Linked DNA regions of Mus musculus: region 2 is linked to region 1. Evidence: chromatin contacts called from public Hi-C data. All regions are on one chromosome and are shown on one strand. The core of a region is the stretch at or near the end of the contact, and the rest is flanking DNA. Distances in the headings are between cores, read along the strand shown.

Evidence for each region. A called contact is a pair of places that touch in the nucleus more often than the background predicts.
Region 2: a Hi-C map of uterus shows a contact between it and region 1, with 3 times the contacts expected there. The contact joins two enhancer-like sites. A contact is called at or near these places in 2 of 15 datasets of contacts at CTCF or cohesin (embryonic stem cells and pro-B cells), 22 of 484 Hi-C or Micro-C datasets (8-cell embryo, the AML12 cell line, the C10 cell line and 11 more), 8 of 115 datasets of contacts at active chromatin or transcription factors (CD8 T cells, Th17 cells, embryonic stem cells and 1 more) and 2 of 9 other capture datasets (adipose tissue and embryonic stem cells).

Annotation. Positions count from the first base shown.
Region 1 is chr5:77,357,115-77,362,036 of GRCm38.p6, reverse strand. The region is part of intron 1 of Igfbp7 (insulin-like growth factor binding protein 7); the gene reads left to right. Among named protein-coding and RNA genes, the nearest start is that of Gm34648, 27 kb to the left of the region's middle. Within about 2 kb of position 3,511, at least 178 of the 459 cell types and tissues checked have an H3K27ac peak or open chromatin away from gene starts, as enhancers often do. A contact at or near this core is called in adipose tissue and uterus, where this site is marked.
Region 2 is chr5:77,426,699-77,431,979 of GRCm38.p6, reverse strand. No RefSeq gene overlaps it. Among named protein-coding and RNA genes, the nearest start is that of Gm34728, 4.4 kb to the left of the region's middle. Within about 2 kb of position 2,954, at least 8 of the 459 cell types and tissues checked have an H3K27ac peak or open chromatin away from gene starts, as enhancers often do. A contact at or near this core is called in adipose tissue and uterus, where this site is marked.

The sequences.
Region 1 (4,922 bases), core at 2,262-4,761:
TACAAATGTAGATTCGCCCATCTGTAATTATTCCCTCTCTATATTTTTGGGGACACTGTAACTTTTGGGTCATAAGAGACTACTCCTAAAGTAGTCTGAGTCATCTGTCTGGGACACTATTAGAGGGGACAATACACATGCAAACAGGATTTGCAGGAGGCTTCTAACTGTTTCTGGGTACTTTTAGGGTGACATCGATTCATTCATTGAATTTTAGCTTTCTTCCAGTGAATATATGGAATATTATTCCTCACTGCCGATTCACCCAGGATCTCGTTATTTGTTTTCATTTTCATTTCTTTTCTTCTCCTTGTCCTCCACCTCAGCCATCCCTCTTCTTTCTCTTCAAAAAATGGGAAAAAAAAACCACCTAAGATTTGAAGGGAATAATAATGTTTTAAAGTAAGGAAATGAACTTGGGAGATAAACGTGTATTATTGGAAGCAATGGGGATTGAATGAGAGTTAGCTGAGTTGTGCAGGTAAGAAAGCAAAGAGGTGCAGTGTGGGTGGGGCACAGACATCTGGGAGAGTTGAAATAGGAGACTGGGGTCCGGAGAGCCTGGTGGCGGACATTTCCCCCATGCCTGCATCACTGTGGCAGTGTGGCTCTTTGCTGGAGCTGCCTGCATGAGTGAGGGAAGAGAAGAGCAGTGGAGAGTCAGACATCCTATAGGCAGGATGCTTGCTAGACAGACGTTTACCACCCTGAAATCCCTCGTGGGGCAAGAGCATGGGTAAGCAAATAATTAGATTTATTTTGGGTTTGTCCCTATGCACTGAAAACAAATCTGGGATTTTCCTCTTTAGTTGGAATCCAGACACAGAAGATAACTTAAGGCGCCAATATCATGACTCATCAACTGGCCTTGAGATTCAATTTTCAGAATTTTACATCAAAAAAAAAAATCTGCTCTGGGTGAATTAAAGTCTTTCTTTTTTTCCTTCCTTCCTTCCTTCCTTCCTTCCTTCCTTCCTTCTTTCCTTCTTTCTTATGTCTTTATCGTTTGGAACAGAAATGCATTCTGGATTTTCTTTGACTTTCTTGGAAGAAAGGGTAGAAAGAGGAGTTCTTTGATAAAGATAATAAAGACATTGAGCTGAAGCAGAGCAGGACCTTTTCGAACTGAACTCTGGGATACAGAGTTGGCAGCAGTGCCACTTTCCAGCAGAAGATGTGCAGAGAGGGCCTTTGTGGCTGGGGGGAGGGGCTGTCACATCCACCAGCAGCTCATCTTCTGCTTGCACGTAGGACCAGGACCCTGTTGGTGTCCCCGAGTCATTAGGAAGTCCTTTCTGTGTCTCTCCTCACCCCTCCACTATCTTCCTGTAAGACCCACATTCTGCCTTTGCCAAGAGTCTCCCAGCCCACGTTGGTAACGCAGGTCTGTAGTCCCAGCTGTGGAGGAGGTTGAGGCAGGAGGATTCCAAGTTCAAGGCATGCCTGGGTTATGCAGTGAGTCTGAGGCTAGTCAGGACATCTGAATCAGACCCTGACACAAAATTCAAAGTTAAAAAGATGTCAGGGGTAGAGCCCGTTGGTAGAGTGCTTGCCCTAGCATGTATAAGACCCTAAATTCAGTCTCCACTAGTGGAGGAGGGAATGGGAAAAGCCTCTTTATCTCTCCTGCTTGTTAGCAGGAAGTTCCCAGAGTGGGAGACGGCAAAGATCCAGGCAGCCTGAGAGGTAGAGAAGACACTGGGTGGGTATCAGCTCTGAGCAAGGTGAATGAGGAGAATTCTGAACACCTGTGGATTCTACCATGACAAAAACCATGGGGAACAACCTGTCCCGCCTACTCTGAGGTCTACCGATGACCTCATCAGTTAGTCATTGATTGATTGATAGGGCTTTCCTCTGCACAAGTCTACATGCCAGGTCTGAAAGCCCTTTTGTAGGGTGGTAGTTTTCAATGTAGATGCTGTTGGTTAAACTCTTCATTGTGTTCCTGAGTTTAGCCTTAGGTACAACAAGGTCATTCATAATGACCAAGGTTTTCTTTCAGTGTCTTGCCGGGAACTGCCTGCCCACCCACCCAGAGCATGAATGAGGCTCGCTTTTATTATCTAGAACTTGTAGGATTCTACATATAGCCTGGTAGCAAAATGAACAATAATCATTTGTTTTCAATAATCTGCAAGTAGACTCAGCTCACTCAAGTCAAGTCGTTTTATGTATCTCAATGGGAGCTCACCACATAATTGGTTCGAATTGTGAACTCACTCCCCACCCCATCCCCCACCCTCACCCCCCATCCCCATCTCCATCCCCCATCTCACCCTCCCACTCCCACTCCCTTGATAGCACTCATTCAGGGTATTCATAGGCTCAGATGTTTTTCAGGAACTCTTACTTCTCCAGAAAGTCTCTTTTCTTGGAATAGCAAGAAACCCCGAGAGAGACCCATTATCATAAACCTGCCCTGCCTTTAGTACTCGAATCTTAGCATAATGGGTTCCTGGAGTGTACTACTGATACAAGTACATGGACAGACAGACTGGTGGATCAGAACAGAGCCCAGATGCAGACCCACACATTCGGCTGAGGGACAGACCAGAAGGTATTATTAATGATTCAGTAGGAGAAATACGGCCCTCTCAAAATCTACTGAAGCAATAGATGGCCTTTGGGGAGATGGCCTGTACATCATAATAGAGGCAAAAATTAATTCAAGATTAAACAAAAACCTACTTGGAGAGGAGTTGAACATAAAGATTGAGGAAGAGAACAGGGCCCTTTAGAGCATTGCATCAAAGTTTAATAACCGGGCTCAAAAAATGTAAAGCCTAGGGCACGCCTTTAATCCCAACACTCATGAGACAGAGGCAGGTGGATCTCTATGATGCAAGGCCAGTGTGGTCTACAAAATGAGTTCCAGGACAGCCAGGGCTACATAATGAGACTCTTTGGGGCGGGGGGGGGGGGGGGGGGTAAAAAAAAAAAACTACTCGCTACAGTGAATCGTATTAAAAAGCTCAAGCATAGAACTTCTACTTGTATTAATAACACTGGAAAGGCTGAGGCAGGAGGATCATGATCATGAGTTCCAGACCAAACTGGACTACTAAGGGAGATCATGTCTCAGTAAAACAGGACTAACCCTAACTGCTTGAAGAAGGCTGAAGGAGGTCTGTGGCCTGCTCCTAGACCCCCGAAGCAGTACCAGGCAAGGACTGTTCCTGCTCCTGATGAAGGCGGGTGCGTCTGGGAAGACGAATGCAGGTTGCATAGGGGACACTCAGATCCTCACAATTGAACCATTCCCATGAAGCTTTACTCCTTTGCTACGAGAGCAGCAGCTTTTCCCCAGACCCCCCTTGCTCCACCCTGCCCCGCAGCCGAGCTCTTCAGAGCTTTGGCATACTGGTATATTCTTCCCAGAACAACCTCTTGAAATCCCTTGGGGTCTGAGTCAGGCTGCCCCAGCCCTTGTTGGGAAGGACAGAGCAGTGGGGGGCCCTCACAGGGGTGGGAGAAAGGAGTTCAAAGGCCAGCCAGATCCGGTTGTGTGACGTCAAAGCCTTGGGGTCTCAGCAGCCAAGAGGAAGCTAGGGAGAGGGCGAGCCCCGCATTCTATATCAGGGCGTTCAAACTAGGAAATGTCGGAGACAAGGCCAGAAACATACATATAAACACAGCCTCGCTCTGCTTCCCCGTGTCCAGCTTTGCAAAAAAAAAATAGCCAGTACTCCAAGTCACGGTGTGTGCTTCCTTCTGGGACCCACGATCCACAGAGAAGGAAACATAAAATATATTTAGAGCTTTCGAAACTGATTGTTTTGTGTATTCTTACAAAGGGAGAAAAAAATAAATAAAACCGCCCCAAGAGATTTGTTTTAAAAGCTTCTCTAATCCTTGAGATGAGTGGGAGAACGTTGCATAGTGGGGTCATTTCCTTGCCGTCTCCAGACGTTAGTACGCACTGAAAATAGATGTTGGGAGGGGAAGACTCCGTGGCCTGTGAATACGGATTGTGCAAGAAAGTTTTCCAGGCCAAGAGGGGAAGGTTGGGCCTTTCCCAGGCCCCCGGTACAAGATGACCCTGTGGTTGGATATTTAACTAGGCTTGAAGACCCCAGACAGAGGGAATAATTAACTTACTCATTCCAGAATCGGGGCAAAGCATCCCGGAGGGCGGAGTCTAGGGCAAAGCACCCCGGAGGGCGGAGTCTAGGGCAAAGCACCCCCGGAGGGCGGAGTCTAGCTCTTCAGCTGCTCAGTCTCTCTGTGGGAACCCAGGCTCCCAGGTCTATCTCCCCTCCGAGGTACACTGTCCCAAGTCTCTCTGGAGGGCCCAGGGGGCTGAAACCTGGCATTCCAAATTAGTAGATGGAAAATAGTAATTGCTCCACTAAAAAAGAGGGGTGTGTGGGCTGGAGAGATGGCTCCGTGGTTAATTGAGTTGAGTTGAGACCTCTGCCACCCACATACAAGCCGGTGTGATGGAATGCAGCTGTTGGCGTAACACCAGCCGGTCTCAGCGCCTCGGAGATCAAGGGCAAACAAGTGAGCTTCCAGTTCACCAAGAGAACCTCTCTCAAAAAAAAGGTGGAGAGCAATAGAGAATGATACTCAAAATCCATCTCTACCTGTATGAGCACGTGTACTGACTCCAGCCGCATATGTAGCAGAGGATGGCCTTGTCAGACATCAGTGGGAGAAGAGGCCCTTGGTCCTGGGAAGGCTAGATGCCCCAGTGTAGGGGAATGCCTGGGCCGGGATGGGTAGGTGAGTGGGTGGGTGGGAGAGCTAGGGGGTTCCCAGAGGGGTAACCAGGAAAGGGGATAACATTTGAAATATAGATAAATAAAATATCCAATAAAAAAGAAAAAGGAAAAAAAAGAACTACAAAAAAAGAGGAAATAAATGTAATTTTTAAAATTAGTATTTTAGAGCAACTTAATTAATGAAAGGTAATTAAC
Region 2 (5,281 bases), core at 1,705-4,204, 70 kb before region 1:
AGGGCGTATAAAGTCTGTCTTGATTTAAGCCAAGTTTGTGTGTAAGACAAATGTGTTGCAATTACAGGCTGAGCCACTGTGGACATGAAGAGAGTAAGTTTTAATTAGGATAATTATTTGACAACTTAATGAACATTTAGGAAAAGGTTGATGACTTTAGGTCTCTGTTCTAAACTGCAAGATGCACTAGAAAATTCAAACCTGGAAATCAAGAGATGAAGTTAATTTGAACCACTGTAAGACAAACAAATATGCATATCATATATGCGTATCATATATACATAAACAGAAGCCCCTAGCTCATTGGTTTTCCTCTACTGTGAACACCACCTAGTACTTGTTCATTATCCATGATAATAAGGGTCAGTAAAGCCCATGTGTTCAAAACAGCCACCTGATTGTTTTGTAAATAGTTTTACCAGAAGAGCCCACATTCATTCGCTTGCATATCATCCACAATAGCCTTCTTACAGCACCTGCTGCGCTGTGTGGCTGAGAAAAACAGTATCGTCCAGGAATTTAAAAGTATTTACTATCTTGCCCTTTTACAAAAATGTCCCCAGGCCCAACTCTACTGAAATAGGCTGTTTTCTTTCTCCGCAGTATGTTCCCAAGCTAACCCTGATCGCTCGACTGAAGATGTTTAAAACCGTGTGAGCGAAGGGCTGGTGACATGGCTCTGGGGTAGAGAGCTTGTGCAAGTCTGACCTTCTCCGCTTGATCCTTTGAACTGACATAAAGATGGAAAGAGAAAATCAATTCTGCAAAGCTGTCCTCTACCCTCCACACGCCAGCTGTGGCACGTGAATGTCTAGACACATGTACACATACACGATGATAAAAATAATAGACAAAACTAAAATTAATAGGACCAAGCACAAAAATAAAAAAAGGTGCATGTGAAGATCTACCTTTTACACAGAGTGGTAGAACAGCCATAACGCATTCATTCACCATTTGTTATACACCATTTGGGGAAAACTACTAAGCAAAAGTGCCTTATGCTACTGAACATCTATTTGCACACAGATAAGCGTTACACTAAAGGTAGAGGTTTCCTCTGTCTTTATTAGTAGTTATTAGGTGGTCCGTTATTTTCCCTTATCAGAGAAACTTGGAAAAGACATACCAGTCGTGTTATTTCTCTCTCAGTTTTTCTACAGCTTAAATGCAGTAGGCAACGCAAGTGGTGTGTTTAATTCAGCTCAGCACTTTCTAGCAGAGATGAAATAGTGTCAATTACACGCACGGCAGTTGTTCTAAAGCAAACTAAAACATAAAATATACCCAGTTTAATTAAAGCATAAAATGAAACGAGGTAGCCGTAGTGAAGGAGGGAACACAGCGGTGCCGGCTTGGAGACCCTATTTCTGCATCTCGATTTACTGCATCCGAAACTGTGTGAGTTTTAAACAGTCATTAATGGGAATTCAGTTAAAATAGAGCAACAAAGCGAGGGGACCAACAATTTAAAGAAGTGACATTTCTCTTTTTTACACTTAGCCCTCTTCTAGAGACGGGGCTATTAAAATGTTTAAATCCCTTTTTAATCAAAGTTCAGCGGTATAATATTTAATTGAAAACAACAGCAGATGTTATCTATCAAAACATCTTTCATAATGGTTAAATCAAGCTCTGAGGAGTTATTTAATGGGATAATTGTTGGTCTGTGAATGCGCCAGCAATTCCTATGCACTTGGGACACTAGCACACGTGTGCGTGTTCAGCAGAGGTCTGGGCTTCTGTGACTGCCTTATTGCTTCTCTGGTGTCTCCTAGTGGTCCAAGCAAAGGTGCATATTTTGAATTCTGAATAGTTTTGACCTAAATTTGACCTGGGTGTGAAAATTATCAGAAAGCCAAGCAGGGACCAGGTGTGGTGCCTACTTTTAATCCCAGCACTGGTGTTCAGGGGCAGAGACATAAGGTTTCTGTAAGTTTGAAGCCAGCCTGATGTCTATATAGTGGGTTCTTGAGCAGCCAGAGCTACATAGTAAGACCCTGTATCGGTTACTTTCCTATGGCTGTGATGAAACACCATGACCAAGGCAACCTACAAAAGAAGGAGTTTATTTGGGCTTACTATCCAGAGGGATAGAGTCCATGGCAGAGAACAGAAATCGCAGATGTGGCAGACGTGGTGGCTACAGCAGGAGCTGAGAGTTCGCACCCGGAACCACAAGCAGAGAGCTAACTCCAAATGGCATGAGTCTTTACGATCTCAAAAGCATGTCTCCAGTGACATACTTCCTCAAACAAGGCCACACTCCTAAGTCTCCTAAAACAGTACTGCCAGCTGGGGATCAAGTATCTAAAACTAGGAGTGTGTGTGTGTGTGTGTGTGTGTGTGTGTGTGTGTGTGTTTTAGGGGTAGGGGGTGACCAGTATATACTAGATGGATTTTTTTTTTAAAAAATCATTCATTCATCCACTGCAGATGAAGTAAGGCTGAATCAGGTTTTTTAGATTATTCTTGATGTTATTGTCAGTTTTTTTTTTGTTGTTTTTTGTTTTGTTTTGAGAAATTAATTGCTGGCTTTCGGTCTCACGTTTTCTGGTTTTCATTACTTGTTTTCTTTAACTGAGCCAGTTTTAACTGAGGCAAGATGCTGTCTTCTGTACTCCACAGCCTGAAGGTTAAACTAGTGCACTTAGGGCTAAGGTACTGACGGCACCAAGGAGGTCCCAGATGAGGGTTAGACAAGGGTCTTTGAGTTAGAAGCCGGCTGCACTGAGCCCTGAGGGATGAGCTTGGAGGCTCTTGGGGCCCGGGCTGTTCCCTCCATGCTTTGGGAAGGGTTCCTTTCCTTCCCACAGATCCTGAGTAAACATTTAAATCAACTCTTAAAAATCCCTTAAAATAAACTCTAAAGGAAAACACAGCACAGCAAGATTCCAGAGAAGCCCAGTCAGAGTTCATTTTTACTCCCACCTTAAAGGCCCCCAGGGAAAGAAAAGAGGTTTAACAAAGACTGCTCACCCAGGCCAAGCTGGTGGATAGATGGGAAAGGCTGTAAGCTGGGATGTGGAGGGAAGAAAGGCAGACAGGAAGGATGTCTGTCTATCTGAGTTGTTCAGGAAAAAGCACACAGCCTGGTAGGTGGCAGGTACGAATGCATTTGAAAGACACAACTGGAGACAAGGGCAAGCCATCCCAATGTCAGCCAAACCCAGGCTGGCAGCAAGAAGAGCTGGGCTTCCTAACTGAAGATGTCTACCATGTGGGAGTGGCTGGCATCCAGGATTCCAGGCCTGGCTGGGGTTAAGGAGCAAGACGATTCCCAGAATTGAACCCAACAGAAAAGGCCAGACTCCAATTGTTTTGAAGTGAAGGAAACAAGAAATCAGCCACTGGGGAATTCCAGAAATTAAAAAATAGCTCATGGGAGCTCTGGGGGAGATGGGTGTTCTAGCGCCTAGAATGGGGCAACGCTGGGGCAGTGCAGCCAGAGACCAGGACTGCAAAGCTTCTCTTTAAAACAACTGGAATGAGCCTCTCTTCCTTAGAAAATAACGGGGTTTTTAATGGGTGTTGCCAGAATAAAACAAATGCAGAGCCAATTAAAAAAAAAATTCTAGCTCAGAATAAACAACACAAAATGGACTTGCCAATTGGGGCATGTGTGTGTGTAGGCCAAAGTGGAGTCTGATATATTAAAGAGCATGAAAAGACTTAAGTTTTATTAGGACAGAGAAAGCCATGTGTTGTTTTGAAAGGAATCTCTGTATTGGGTGGCCAAAGCCAGCAAGCGCTGATTGTCCAGTGGCAGCAGCTACGCATAAGAACAAAGTCACCGCCATCGTCAGTTGCAATGTAAAGTTATGCCAGCTGTTTCATTGGCTTGAGCTGAAAAGATATTCCCTGAAGCAGGCAGCTGGGACCTAAGAGGCTTCTTGGCTCCATTTTAATAGACCGTGCCAGGAAAGATTCCATTTTTGCATGCAAGTTTTCATAGTAGAAACTTTCCATTGACCAGGAATGCTTAAGAAGCCAAGAATAAGAATCTCTGTTGGGTCGAGGCAGATATACCTTGAAATGGGTTGGTTTCATTTGGTTTGATCTGGATTGTTGTTTGGTTGGTTTTAAAATAGGGTCTCACTCTGTAGCACAATCTAGTCTAGAACTCATTATGTAGCCCATACTTGCTTTAAACTTGTAATCCTCATGCCTCAGCTCCCAAGTGTTAAGAACACAGGCATCAGCCACTATACTCAACTGGAGATAGCATACACTCAGTCCTCAATGAGCCACGTGTGGCTAACACTGTGGGTGTAGAATTACCTAAAATCTGTGACCAAAAGGATTTCAAAGGTTGGTAAGATGGCCTCTGAGAGACACACAAATCTGGAAAATATCTGTATCTATCCCTCAATCCCTATCCTTTAGTCCCAGTGACTAAAGAGGTGGAGGCTGCCTTTCTCCCCTAAATAGCCCTTCTTAATACTCTGTTGCTGGCCTCCTAGACACCTCCACTGGGTCTGTATCCCATTCTTAGAGCCGGTCAGGCCTCCACCAATCTCTGTAAAAGAATTATTTATTCTAGCTTGCCCATATAAAAGACACAAAAGCCTGATGTTCTATTTACAAGCTGTAACCTCTACTGGGCAGGCTCTATGCTCTTCTCCCCTCTATCCAAACCATACGCCCCCTGTTACTTGCTGTTTGAGTCTTGTCCAGGCTGTTTCCATTCCATCAGTCTCTCCTCAAGGTTCACTTCTATCAGCCACTTGCTCCTGGTCCATCTCCTCTGATGGCAACCTCCTCCTCCCTCTGTCTTTTTTCCTTCTCCTGTGGTCTCTCCTAAGACCCCTCACTAGATCCTTATTAATCCTGGTGGCCAAGGGTGAGTGTTTTGAAATCTCTCCTGCAATCCTCTACTACTCTCTACTGTCCAGTCACCGGCCTTTTATTAACCAATAGTTTTAAGTTGGGAAGCAAGATTTATACAACACAGGCCTATGTACGTGAGAATGTCCCTATCTGGATGGCAACCAGATAGATCTTAGGGTTCAGAATTTAGCTTTTTTTGTTGTTGTTTTTGTTTTGTTTTGTTTTGTTTTTTGTTTTTTGAGACAGGGTTTCTCTGTGTAGCCCTGGCTGTCCTGGAACTCACTTTGTAGACCAGGCTGGCCTCGAACTCAGAAATCTGCCTGCCTCTGCCTCCCAAGTGCTGGGATTAAAGGCGTGCACCACCACCGCCTGGCAGAATTTAGCATTTATATATATAACAACAGAACAACACTCCCCACCCCACCCTTCCCCACCCCACCCCATCCCTGCC